Linked DNA regions of Mus musculus: region 2 is linked to region 1. Evidence: chromatin contacts called from public Hi-C data. All regions are on one chromosome and are shown on one strand. The core of a region is the stretch at or near the end of the contact, and the rest is flanking DNA. Distances in the headings are between cores, read along the strand shown.

Region 1 (5,612 bases), core at 143-2,642:
GAGAGAGTCCCTGGAACTCACTGGCTAGACAGCCTAGGCTACATGATAAGTTCCAAGCCAGTGAGAGACCCTACCTCAATATAAACAAATAGATGACACTTGGAGGAACAATAGCTAAGATTCTCACCTGACCTCCACATACACACAAGTCAATGTACCTGCATACCCTAGACCTTCCATGATGTAAATTTTCCAATTAAAAATGGATATGGCAAAGACTAGGGAGGTGGTCCCGCAGCTACGAGTATGGATTGCTCTTGTAGAGGACACAAGTTTAGATCCCAGTATCCACACCAGATGGCACACAACCACCTGTAACTCCAGCTCCAGGGAATGTGATGCTCTCTGCTGGGCTCCTTGGGCACCTACACTCACATGCACATATACCCATCCACAGACATACATATAAACATTCGGAAACTTCTTCCTTCTAAATGCCACATGAGTTTTGCTAGGTGACCACATGGCCAGATTCTACCATATGAAGCATTAAAGAAATAAAATAAGTCTTTTAAAATTAAATGTGTCCAATTTTAGGCTAGTTACATAATGCCATTAATCTCATGAGATGCCCACTTTTGACTCTTGACAGCAAAAGAAGGACGGAAGGATTGGCTCAATCAGGAAAGTCCTTGAGTTCAGATCCCCAGAACCCATATAAGACAAACAAGGCACAACCATGCATGTCTAAATCCCTGCTCATCTAGATGCTGAAAGCATAGTTCATTGATGAACCACCTGCCTAGAATCCCCCAGTGATGGGTTGGGGGTTTGGCTCAGTGGTGGAGAACTTATACAGCATGTTCAAGGCCCTGGACTCTAACCCCAGCAGTGCAGAACTATAAAATGGAAAAGGGTAAAGACAGTGGTGATGGTTGGGACCTGGGGTTTTTCCCTGCCTGGATTTCTCTAATACCTGCCAGGAAGAGATAGAGGAATAAGAGAGACTTGGAGAGTGGGAGGAGATGGTAAAAGGTAGAAGGAAAAAAGGGAAAGAAGGAAGGAAGGAAGGAAGGAAGGAAGGAAGGAAGGAAGGAAGGCAGGCAGGCAGGCAGGCCATTGACAGAGTGTATTCTCAAATTTGAGTGAAAAAAATCTAATTGCAGCTTCAGTCCTATCATCTCATATCTCAACTTTAATTTTTAAAACTTTAAAATAAGAACCAAGCTCCATGTCTGTCACAGGTTTCATGGAAGAATTCAATAAGATAGGGCATGAGATGGCACCATAAGATAGGGCATGAGATGGCACCTCCCACCCAGAAGCCATGTGAGCATCACTCAGGAATCAGGAACTGAATCTGGAAGGTTTTCCCAGTATGGAATAAGACCCTCCTCCTGGCTGCCTACAGATGGCAGTCTCTCTCCTCCTGGTTGCCTTCAGATCAAGGTGTGAAGAATCACTGCAGGCTTGCCTGATATGGATCTCCTAACCTCAGAGCCAAGTTGGAGACAAAACAGCAACTGACTTGCCCATTTTCATCCTGATTGGCCTAGGCTCAATCAAAAGCCTCCTTTGGCAAGCATTCTGTTCCATAGTTAGCCAATAGGCTTCAGTAACTCATGACCAACTGTTGTTTATCATATGGATTCCAAATTCCAGGCAGAACTACACTGAGGACATGTGAAAAAAAAATCCCACTGGGCAGGCAAGCACATTAGGACTCTCTAGCACTGCAGGTGGAGGAGTTTGGTTGCCCAGGAAGTGAGTTCTCTGCCTGGCACAGGAACCATGAGCTCATCCACTTTAAAGCAATGCCAGATCCAAGCAAGTAAAGGCAATGAATTCTACTGGGGCATTTTGCCTCTATATCTATTGCCTCTCAGGGCATTTGCTTACCTTCTACCTCACCAAGTGTGGTGGTTTGAATATGCTTAGCCCAGAAAGTGGGAGGTGTTACAATGTTAAAGTAGGTGTGGCCTTGGTGGTGGAAGTGTGCCACTGTGGGGAGGCTTTGAGGTCCTATTCTCAAGCTCTGCCCAGTATGGAATGAAACCCTCCTCCTGGGTGCCTGCAGATGGCATTCTCTCTCCTCCTTGTTGCCTTCATATCATAATGTAGAACTCTTGGCTCTTCCAGTACCATGTCTGCCTGAATGATGCCTTGCTTCTCACCATGATGATAGTGAACTGAACCTCTGAAACTGTAAGCCAGGCCTAATTAAATGTTTGCCTTTATAAGAGTTGACTTGGTCATGGTGTCTCTTCTCAGCAATAGAACCCTAAGACACCAAGTAAGAGTGGACATCACTCTAGGCTAGTGAGTTCATTTTCTCCATTAACTAGTTAGAAGAGTGGCAAGCAACTCAGAGAAAAGTGGAAGTGATGTTTACTGGCAAACATTACATCTTTCTGAACATAAAGGAACACTAGAGATGAGAGCCACTGTCTCTAAGAAGGAAGGGCCTTGTGATAGTTAAAAAAAAAAAAAAAAGGTATCCAAGTCCTAGTGTTGTCTCCTTTTCAAATTTTGGTCTTCAGGAGTTCACTCACCCCTTCTATAACAATGATTGTGTCCATATTTCTGTCCACAAACATAGGCATAATCACAATAGAATCTCCAACCTTAGTGCACAGTTTTAGAAAAAATTGTTGGTTGGTTGGGGTTATAAGTAGCCATGCCCCAGCCTTCTCTTTACCTTGTGTTATAATGGGGGAAAGAACCTCACTGCAGGTGAAGAGAAAAGACCTACTTTTGGAGAAATGTCAACCTAGTGCTGAAGACAGAGATGCAAAATGAGACTATTCCTCTTCGTCCTAGGAGCCCAGGGCCTCAGCAGCAGAGTCGAATAGGATTGACGAATGGAAGACATTCAGCATCCATAATTCATTTCCTTTACTTGATCTTTAGAAATGGAACATTTGCAAAGAGCTTGATCACTGGACATGATGCTAGGAACATTTGGGAATAATTGAAACTTAAAACATTGTTGTGAGCCTTTGCCAAGGTGGACTATATTAATTCACACTAGATAGAGAGGCTAAGACAGATGACCAAGTCCTTTCAAGGCTCCAGAGATGGACCCAACTGAGGAGCCAAGAGAACTTAAGAATTAACAGATGAACTGACACATGGACACACAAAAATTGTGGGATTATATGGACTGGTCTCTCTGATGGGGAAGCCACAGCACCCCCAGAAGCTCAGTGTTTATTTAACATTGAACAGAGAGGTAGGTTATTGCATATAGCTGAACAAGGAATTGAGGTTATTACAGATAAATAAGGAGCCAGAGTCTCTGGTATACTGCTGGACCAAGGAGGCAGGCTTAGTTAATCTCAGTTGGAGAGGTCTCTACAGGGGAGCAGTCTTCAGACTGCAAATATCCAGAGGAAGAAAACTCCATGGACATTTCCTACATGCACTATCAACATTCATACTCAGTCCAGGAAGACTCTACCATTTTCCTGGGGAAATGAGCCTAGCCTGGGGAAGGCTTTGCCTTTTCCCTGTAAGTATGAGGCTCTTGAGATCCTTGGCATGGTCATTCCCATGTCACCAGCACACATTCACATAGGACCTCACTGCATCAGGATTTTCTCTGATCCCACCAACAGACCAAAGACATAATTCCATCCAACTGAAGCTTGGTGAACCAGTGACTTTATTGGGGTTACTTACAAGAGCACAGGTAGCTTCAGCACCTTCACTACCAAAAAAACCACACACACTAGGATGTAGATCCCTGCACAATGTGCAGGCAGCTAAACCACTGAAGAGCTGCCTATCACTTACCAGTTGTTTCTTGTATAAGAAAGGGGAAGAGCCTAACAAGTCTGATAAGTTTCCTGAGCCTCTGGTTCTTATAAGTTGCTTGGGTGTTTTAGGAGCTTCCCCCATTCCATGAAAGAATATTTCAATCACCAGAAAACATCTACATGGCTTACATATAAGGCAAAGTGACAGCTATTAGAGCACTAACGACAGACCAAGGAATGAGTTTGTTTGAGTTACTGACAGGAGCAGTGATGAACATTTATTTGCTTAAAAGAGCATAGACAGTTGTGACACCAAAAAGCCAACCCCAGCATAGCTCTGCAACAACTGACAAAAGCTGTATCTTTGGAGTTCCTTGAACAATTTCCAGGAAGCTCCATGGAAAAGAGCCATCTTTGTCAGCAATTGCTACTGCTAATACAACCTTAGGTAAAGGCCTTGTGAATCTTGCAGCTTTCTGAGCTTTGTAGGTTTCCTGAAATTCCTGAAACTTGTAAATTGTGTGTGTTGCCTGAGGCTTATAAATTGCACACATTTCCTGAACATTGTAAGTTGTATGAGCTTTCCCCCTCCCTATAGGAAGGACCGTTTCCACTCAGAGGAAATAGCTACACAATGTTGTTTAATTTGACAAGAAGACAAATCTAAAACCAGATCAACAAAAGAAAACACCCACAGACACACAGACCTGACAGAGACCAGGTAGTTGCCTGGTGTGGTAGTAATCAAACCTGCCTCATGAGAGAAGAACACAGGAGATTTTCTAAGAAGGGAATCACTAAAGTTGAGTGAAGATTTATGTCATGGTAAGCAAACGCATTGATGTGTTACAAAATTATGGCACCATGACGGCTGCTAACCATTGTTGGTGTGAAAGAAGCTTGTGTGAGAAAAGACTGGAAAGGGTCGCTAGAGGGCAGTTTGAGCTACTTATACCATGTTTTGTTTTTCATCTTTTAGGAACTTTACTTTCCTTCAACCTTTTTTTCCTTTGCTTAGATGTCTGCAGAGGGGCTCAGGACCACTCAGTGGTAGCTCCAACCCACTCGGTGGCCTGCACTGTGAGAGCTGTTGACCAATCTTCAGTGGCTGGCTGCACACTCCAGTCTTCTGTGGGGAACTTCTGGATGGGCACAAGAGGGTACCTGTACACCCTCAGACCAGGTGGCCACCTCAGGCTGAGCAAAGGTGAACTCAGGAGCTGGTGCAGTCCATTTGTCCTGAAATGCCTCTTTGGTCACAGCCTTCTCAACAGCAGCCTTCTCCTCCTTCTCAATCTCCTCTGGGACTCTGTAGAAGTAAAGATCAGGAATAACCTCCCATAGATGCTCACGGGAGATAGTACCTCACATGTGCAGTACGTCCTAGGCCAGCATCCACCACATCAAACCCATTGAGTGAGCTCCCTTGTTACATGGGATGGCAATACCCGAATAGCCCAGGGGAGAATCTGTGTTACACAGAGCAATGGTGGGCAGGTTGATTTAAGAGGCCTTTCTAAGGAGTTGGTAGTCAGCCTTGGGATCAGTCAACACTAGAAGCCATGGCTTCTGAAAGACTGCTTGGATCTGGTTAGTGAAGGTCCCAGGTATAAAGTAGCCAGCAATTGAAGTGGCTCCGGTTCACTTCAGTGAACTTCAGTATAGCCGCCTGGCCAATCTTCCTGAAGGATATGACACTGCAAGCTCCAGCCTTTCCCAGGTCCTCTTCAGATTTATGACGTAGATATGGTCACTTTTCCTTTTGTAGATGTACTGCTCCATCTGAAAGTCAAGGTTGGTGCCACCTACGTGGGTTCCTTCAGCAAGGAATTTGAGGACATCCTCCTCCTTCATCTGCAGGGCGTCAAGGGCTCAGGACATTGTGTAAATTTCCCTTTAAGTTATGATAGGAAC
Region 2 (5,063 bases), core at 1,807-4,306, 140 kb after region 1:
CCTGGAACTCACTCTGTAGACCAGGCTGGACTCAAACTCAGAAATCCGCCTGCCTCTGCCTCCCAAGTGCTGGGATTAAAGGTAGGTGCCACCATGCTTAGCCTTCGTTCCCTCTCTTGCTGTGATGAAACACTATGATCAATGCAACTTATAAAAGAAAGCAATTGATTTGAGCTTATGGTTTCAAAGGGTCGCAAAAACGTGGGGGCAGGAAGAGCTGAGAGCTCACATCTCAATTCATCAGGAGGAGGCAGAGAGGGGCATACTGTGAACGCTACAAATCTTATTTGAAACCTCAAAGCTGGTCCGCAGTGACACACCCCTCCAAAAAGGCCACACCTCCCTTCCCTCCCCCAGATAATTCCACCAGCTGGAGACCATATACACAAAGGCACATTTTTAGAACCTTAAAAATAAATCTTTAGAATAAAAGAAATTGAGGAAGGAAGGGAGGGAGGGAGGGAGGGAAGAAGGTTAGCTTGAGAACCATGGGCATAGTAAGGGCTCATTCCCATGACTCCAGCACCCAGGAATCTGAGACTGTAAGAGGACGGTGAGTTCCCAGCCAGCCTGAAGCACAGAAGTTGTGAGAAGGAACTGGAATGAACCACTGGGAGGCAGGGCATCGAGCAAACAATTAGATCACAAGGGCAAGCTGGGTAGCCCACTCCTGCTCTCCTGCCCCATGTATCCCCTTTCCTGAGTCCTTACAAAACATCAGGCCCGACTAGTGCACAAATGAGCCCCAGAGCCCCTCATAAAGAAGCATTCTGGTCATTAAGTATTTGCCAAGGCCCAGTCAAAGCCACAAGAGAGGCCTAGCTGGGCTTAAGACCATGCATGGTGAGTGTGTGCTCAACAAGGGTGAGGTCTGGTCACCGTGATGTTCAGTGCTAGTTGTCAAACTTAACAGGTTCTAGAATCATCTGGGAGATAGGGCTCTGGGCGTGCCTGTGTGTATCATCTCTTGCTTGCTTGCTTGCTTGCTTGCTTGCTTGCCTGCTTGCTTGCTAGAGTTTCTCCGTGTAGCCCTGGCTATCCTGGAACTCACTCTGTAGACCAGGCTGGCCTCAAACTCAAAGATTCACGTGCCCCCACCTCCCAAGTGCTAGAACTAAAGGCACTTGCAACCACGCTCAACTACAGGGTATTATCTTGATTGATATGGAAAGATCCTTTTGAAATTTATTTTTTAATTACAGGGGAGGACATCATAGCTGCAGATGAGTGCAGTACCCACAGAGGCCAGAAGAGGGTATCAGATGTCCCTGGAACTGGGGCCACAGGAAGTTGTGTGCCATCATGTGGGTCCCAAGAACCAAACTCAGGTCCTCTGCAAGAACAGAAAGTGCTTTTAACCCCTGAGCCATCTCGTCTCACCAACCTCAAGAAACACGTATGTTAATTGCAGGCAGGCAGATTCTATTGGCAAGGCACCAATGTATGAGTGGAGTTCATACATTCATGTGTCCTGGCCATGTGTGCCATGGGGCCAGTGCCTCCTTCTCCTGTTATTTGAGCTTCCCTGACATGGCAGACAATATCTTGATCTGTGAGCTCCTTTTTTTAAAGTTGTTTCTTGTCACAATGTATCTCTAGCTGGCCTGGAACTTGCTATATAGACCAGGCTGGCCTTGAACTCACAGAGATCCTCAGCTTTGGCCTCTCAAGTGCTGGGATTAAAGGAATGTACCACCACTCACAGTCAGACTATCCCTCTTCTAAGAAAGGGATTAGATAGCCGGGCAGTGATGGTCACACCTTTAATTCCAGCACTTAGGAAGCAGAGGCAGGTGGATCTCTGAGTTTCCAGACCAACTGGGTCTATAGAGCAAGTTCATTGCCAGATCTACATGGAGAAATCCCAGAGAAACCCTGTCTTATAAAGTGAGGGAGTGGGAGAGACTAGATGGCTAAAGACATAACCCAGTAGGTAGAGCATTTGCCTGACAGGCATAAATCCCCAGCTTCCATCCCCAGCAGCACACACCAGGTGTGGTGGTACACACCTATAATCCCAGTGATCAAGAAGTGGAGACAGGAGGATGGTTCAAGTTCTTCCTTAACTTTGGCTACATAATGAGTTTGAGGCTATTCTTGGGCTTCCTTTTTTGACTCTGAGCCAAAAATTGGATGGAGATCGGGGATTCTTACAGAAGAGTTAGGGGAAGGATTGAAGACCCTGAAGGGGCTAGGAACACACCAACAGAAGGAAACCTTATCTCAAGAAGAAGGAGAAGGAAAGGAAGGAGGAGGGGGGAGAGAGGGGAGAAGGAGAGAGAGGGAAAAGAAGAGGAGATGAAGGAGAAGACAAATGAGACAGAAAATTAAAAACCCTGACATCTGACATTCTAATGGCATTGTAGTTCCACTGACTGAAACAGACACAGAGACTCACAGCCAAACACTGGGTGGACCTCAGGGACTCTTATGGGAAACTTGGGGAAAGGAATGGAGGCCCCTAAGGGGACATGAACTCCATAGGAAGACCAATAGAGTCAACTTTCCTGGACCACTGGGAGCTCTCAGAGACTGAGCCACCAACAAAAGAATATACACGGCTGGACCAAGGCCCCAGGCACATATATAGCATATGCGTAGCTCAGCCTCCATGTGGGTCCCCAACAACTGCAGCAGAGCCTCTCCCTGAAGCTGTAGCCTGACTGTGTTATCTATTCTCCAACAGGGCTGCCTTGTCTGGCCTCAGTGGGAGAGGATGCACTTAGTCCTGCAGAGACATGATTCACCAGGGTGGGGGGCTTCCAGCTCAGAGAAGAGGGTTTGGGGGTAGGGACTCTGTGAGGGGGGACCCAGAGGGGGGACAACATTTGGGATGTAAATAAATAAACACACAAGAAATTTTGCCTTTTTTTTTTCTTCCTGGCTATTACCAATGAAACTAAAATGAGCCCTGTATGAAATCCTGCCGCTCCACCATGTCTCAGGAAAGGAAAGGCTCCCAAGCTCCTGTCTCCATTCAGGATGGAAGAGGGATCAATGTCACAGCTAGGGCTCACATGTCATCAGCACTGGCAGGTACCACTGAGAGCAAGCTGAGAGGCAGTTACCCTGCTGACAGTGTCAGCTGTTGCTCTGTGTGTCTTCAGTGAGATGTAACATCAGACAGAAGGACTCAGCAGGGAAGAGCCTCAAAACAGCAAGGAAGCAGCAATGGAGAATCAGCTCAGGCCATCTATCAGCCTCTCGCCTCTTGTTTACAACAGAGATGCTGAGCGCCTTCTTGTTCATCCTGGACACACAAACCGCTGCTCCAACTCTGGCTCCGAGCCACTCAGGCATGAGTATAGAGCAAGTGCCACCACACCTGGATTTTTTTTTCAACATGATCTGTAGAGAGCACACTTGGGTCCTCATGCTCACAAGCCAACGTGACCCAACCTAGAATCACCTGGGATGAGAGTCTCAGTGAAGGACAGGCTACATTGGGTTGGCTGTAGGGCATTGTCTTGACAGTTCATTGATGTGGGAAGACCGAGCACACTGTGGGCAGCACCATTCCCTAGACCTATCTAAGAGTGGAGAGACCAAGCTAAGCATTGATTGCCCTTGTCAGACAAACGTAATGAGGAAATGATTTGTAAATGCAGCGACAGGAAGGATGTGCTGTGTGGAAAATGGGTGACAGCATCCAACTGTCACAGTGCCAGGAGAGGCTATGCAGCTTCTGGGGAGAAAAGCCATCAATGACCTTAGCCGGTGCTAGACCCTAAATGCTGCAATATCAACCTCCCAGATGAGATGTGTCCACCAGTGAAATAGTTGGCATGGCTGTAATGGGGTGGCTACACACGTTCTGATTGGACTTGTGGCCTGATTCACAGAAGGGAATTCTATTCCTGGTATTATAGTCCTGATCAAAAGTCTGTGGCTGAGGAAGCCATAGACCCTCATGATTTGTTATTTTGCTAAGACGTAAGCACCAGAGGAGAGAGTCAAGTTGTATGATGCAAACTTCTGTACCTGACATGGCTGCTGAAGTCGTGGATGCACAGCAGCCATGTCACCTGCACAAGACTGAGCCAGGCAAAATTCTGACAAAGATAGGAGAGGGGCTTTCCAGGCCCCACCCCTTACTGGCAGTTGGGGGGAAAGAGGAGGCTGTGGAGAGTCATTCTTTCCTTCTCTTTTCTTTTTTGTGTATATCAATTGCTTTTCTGTTGCTTGATAAAATACCATGATCAAAAGCAACTTAAGGGAAAGGTGTTTGTTTTAGCTTATGATCAGGAGAGAGCCCATCGGGGCAGCAAGAGTGGGGAGCTGGCTGATCCCATTTTCATCCACACACAGGCATCATTGTCTATCAGGGGATCCTATGTAAGATGGCACAAGAGAGAGAGACAGAGATAAAGACAGACAGACAGACAGACAGAGAAAGACAGGCAAAAAGAAAGAGAGCAAAGCACAAGCCTATATTCATTTTCTCTTGGCTCTTTCTCAGAATTCTATACTTTTGTCCTTTTTTAAAAGGTTTATTTATTTTTATATATGAGTGCTTTATCTGCATGTACACCTGCATGCCAGAAGAGGGCATCAGACCACATTACAGATGGTTGTGAGCCACCATGTGGTTGCTGGGAATTGAACTCAGGACCTCTGGAAGAGCAGCCAGTAATCTTAACCACTGAGCCATCTGTTCAGCACCCCACCCCTAGATTCTATATTTTTATTCCATATATTTTGGAAGGAGTGGAGGCCTATAGAAGCCAGAGGACAACTTTCAAGAGTCAGTTCTCTCTTTTCACCATGGGCGTGAACTCAGGTCATCAATCTTGGCCGCAAGCTCCTCTGCCCACTGAGACATCTCACCTCCCACTTCCAGCTCTTGACTGCAGATGTGAGAGGCTGCTTCAAGTTCCTGCGGCATTGACTTCTCCACAGTGACAGCCATCTATGACCTGGAATCAGAAACCAAATAATCCCTCTTTCACAGCAACAAGAAATGAAACTAAGAGAGTAGTACATAATGGATGCATTACTCAATGCAAGGTGATAGACTTGTGTAGTGGAATATTACTCTGCCTTTGAAAGGATGAAATTATGAT

What was found. A called contact is a pair of places that touch in the nucleus more often than the background predicts.
Region 2: a Hi-C map of cerebellar granule neurons shows a contact between it and region 1, with 2.4 times the contacts expected there. The contact joins two enhancer-like sites. A contact is called at or near these places in 29 of 484 Hi-C or Micro-C datasets (the HL-1 cell line, cerebellar granule neurons, cerebellum and 8 more), 1 of 115 datasets of contacts at active chromatin or transcription factors (epiblast stem cells) and 1 of 9 other capture datasets (embryonic stem cells).

The regions. Positions count from the first base shown.
Region 1 is chr5:133,914,424-133,920,035 of GRCm38.p6, forward strand. It overlaps the pseudogene Gm2404. Among named protein-coding and RNA genes, the nearest start is that of Gm40340, 130 kb to the right of the region's middle. Within about 2 kb of position 1,393, at least 4 of the 459 cell types and tissues checked have an H3K27ac peak or open chromatin away from gene starts, as enhancers often do. A contact at or near this core is called in cerebellar granule neurons and cerebellum, where this site is marked.
Region 2 is chr5:134,051,560-134,056,622 of GRCm38.p6, forward strand. Gm40339 (a long non-coding RNA gene) reads right to left here. Exons shown (of 6, transcript XR_868578.3): 5 at 4,828-4,916. Gm40340 (a long non-coding RNA gene) reads left to right here. Exons shown (of 3, transcript XR_868579.2): 2 at 1,203-1,396; 3 at 2,687-2,758. Among named protein-coding and RNA genes, the nearest start is that of Gm40340, 3.3 kb to the left of the region's middle. Within about 2 kb of position 3,057, at least 4 of the 459 cell types and tissues checked have an H3K27ac peak or open chromatin away from gene starts, as enhancers often do. A contact at or near this core is called in cerebellar granule neurons and cerebellum, where this site is marked.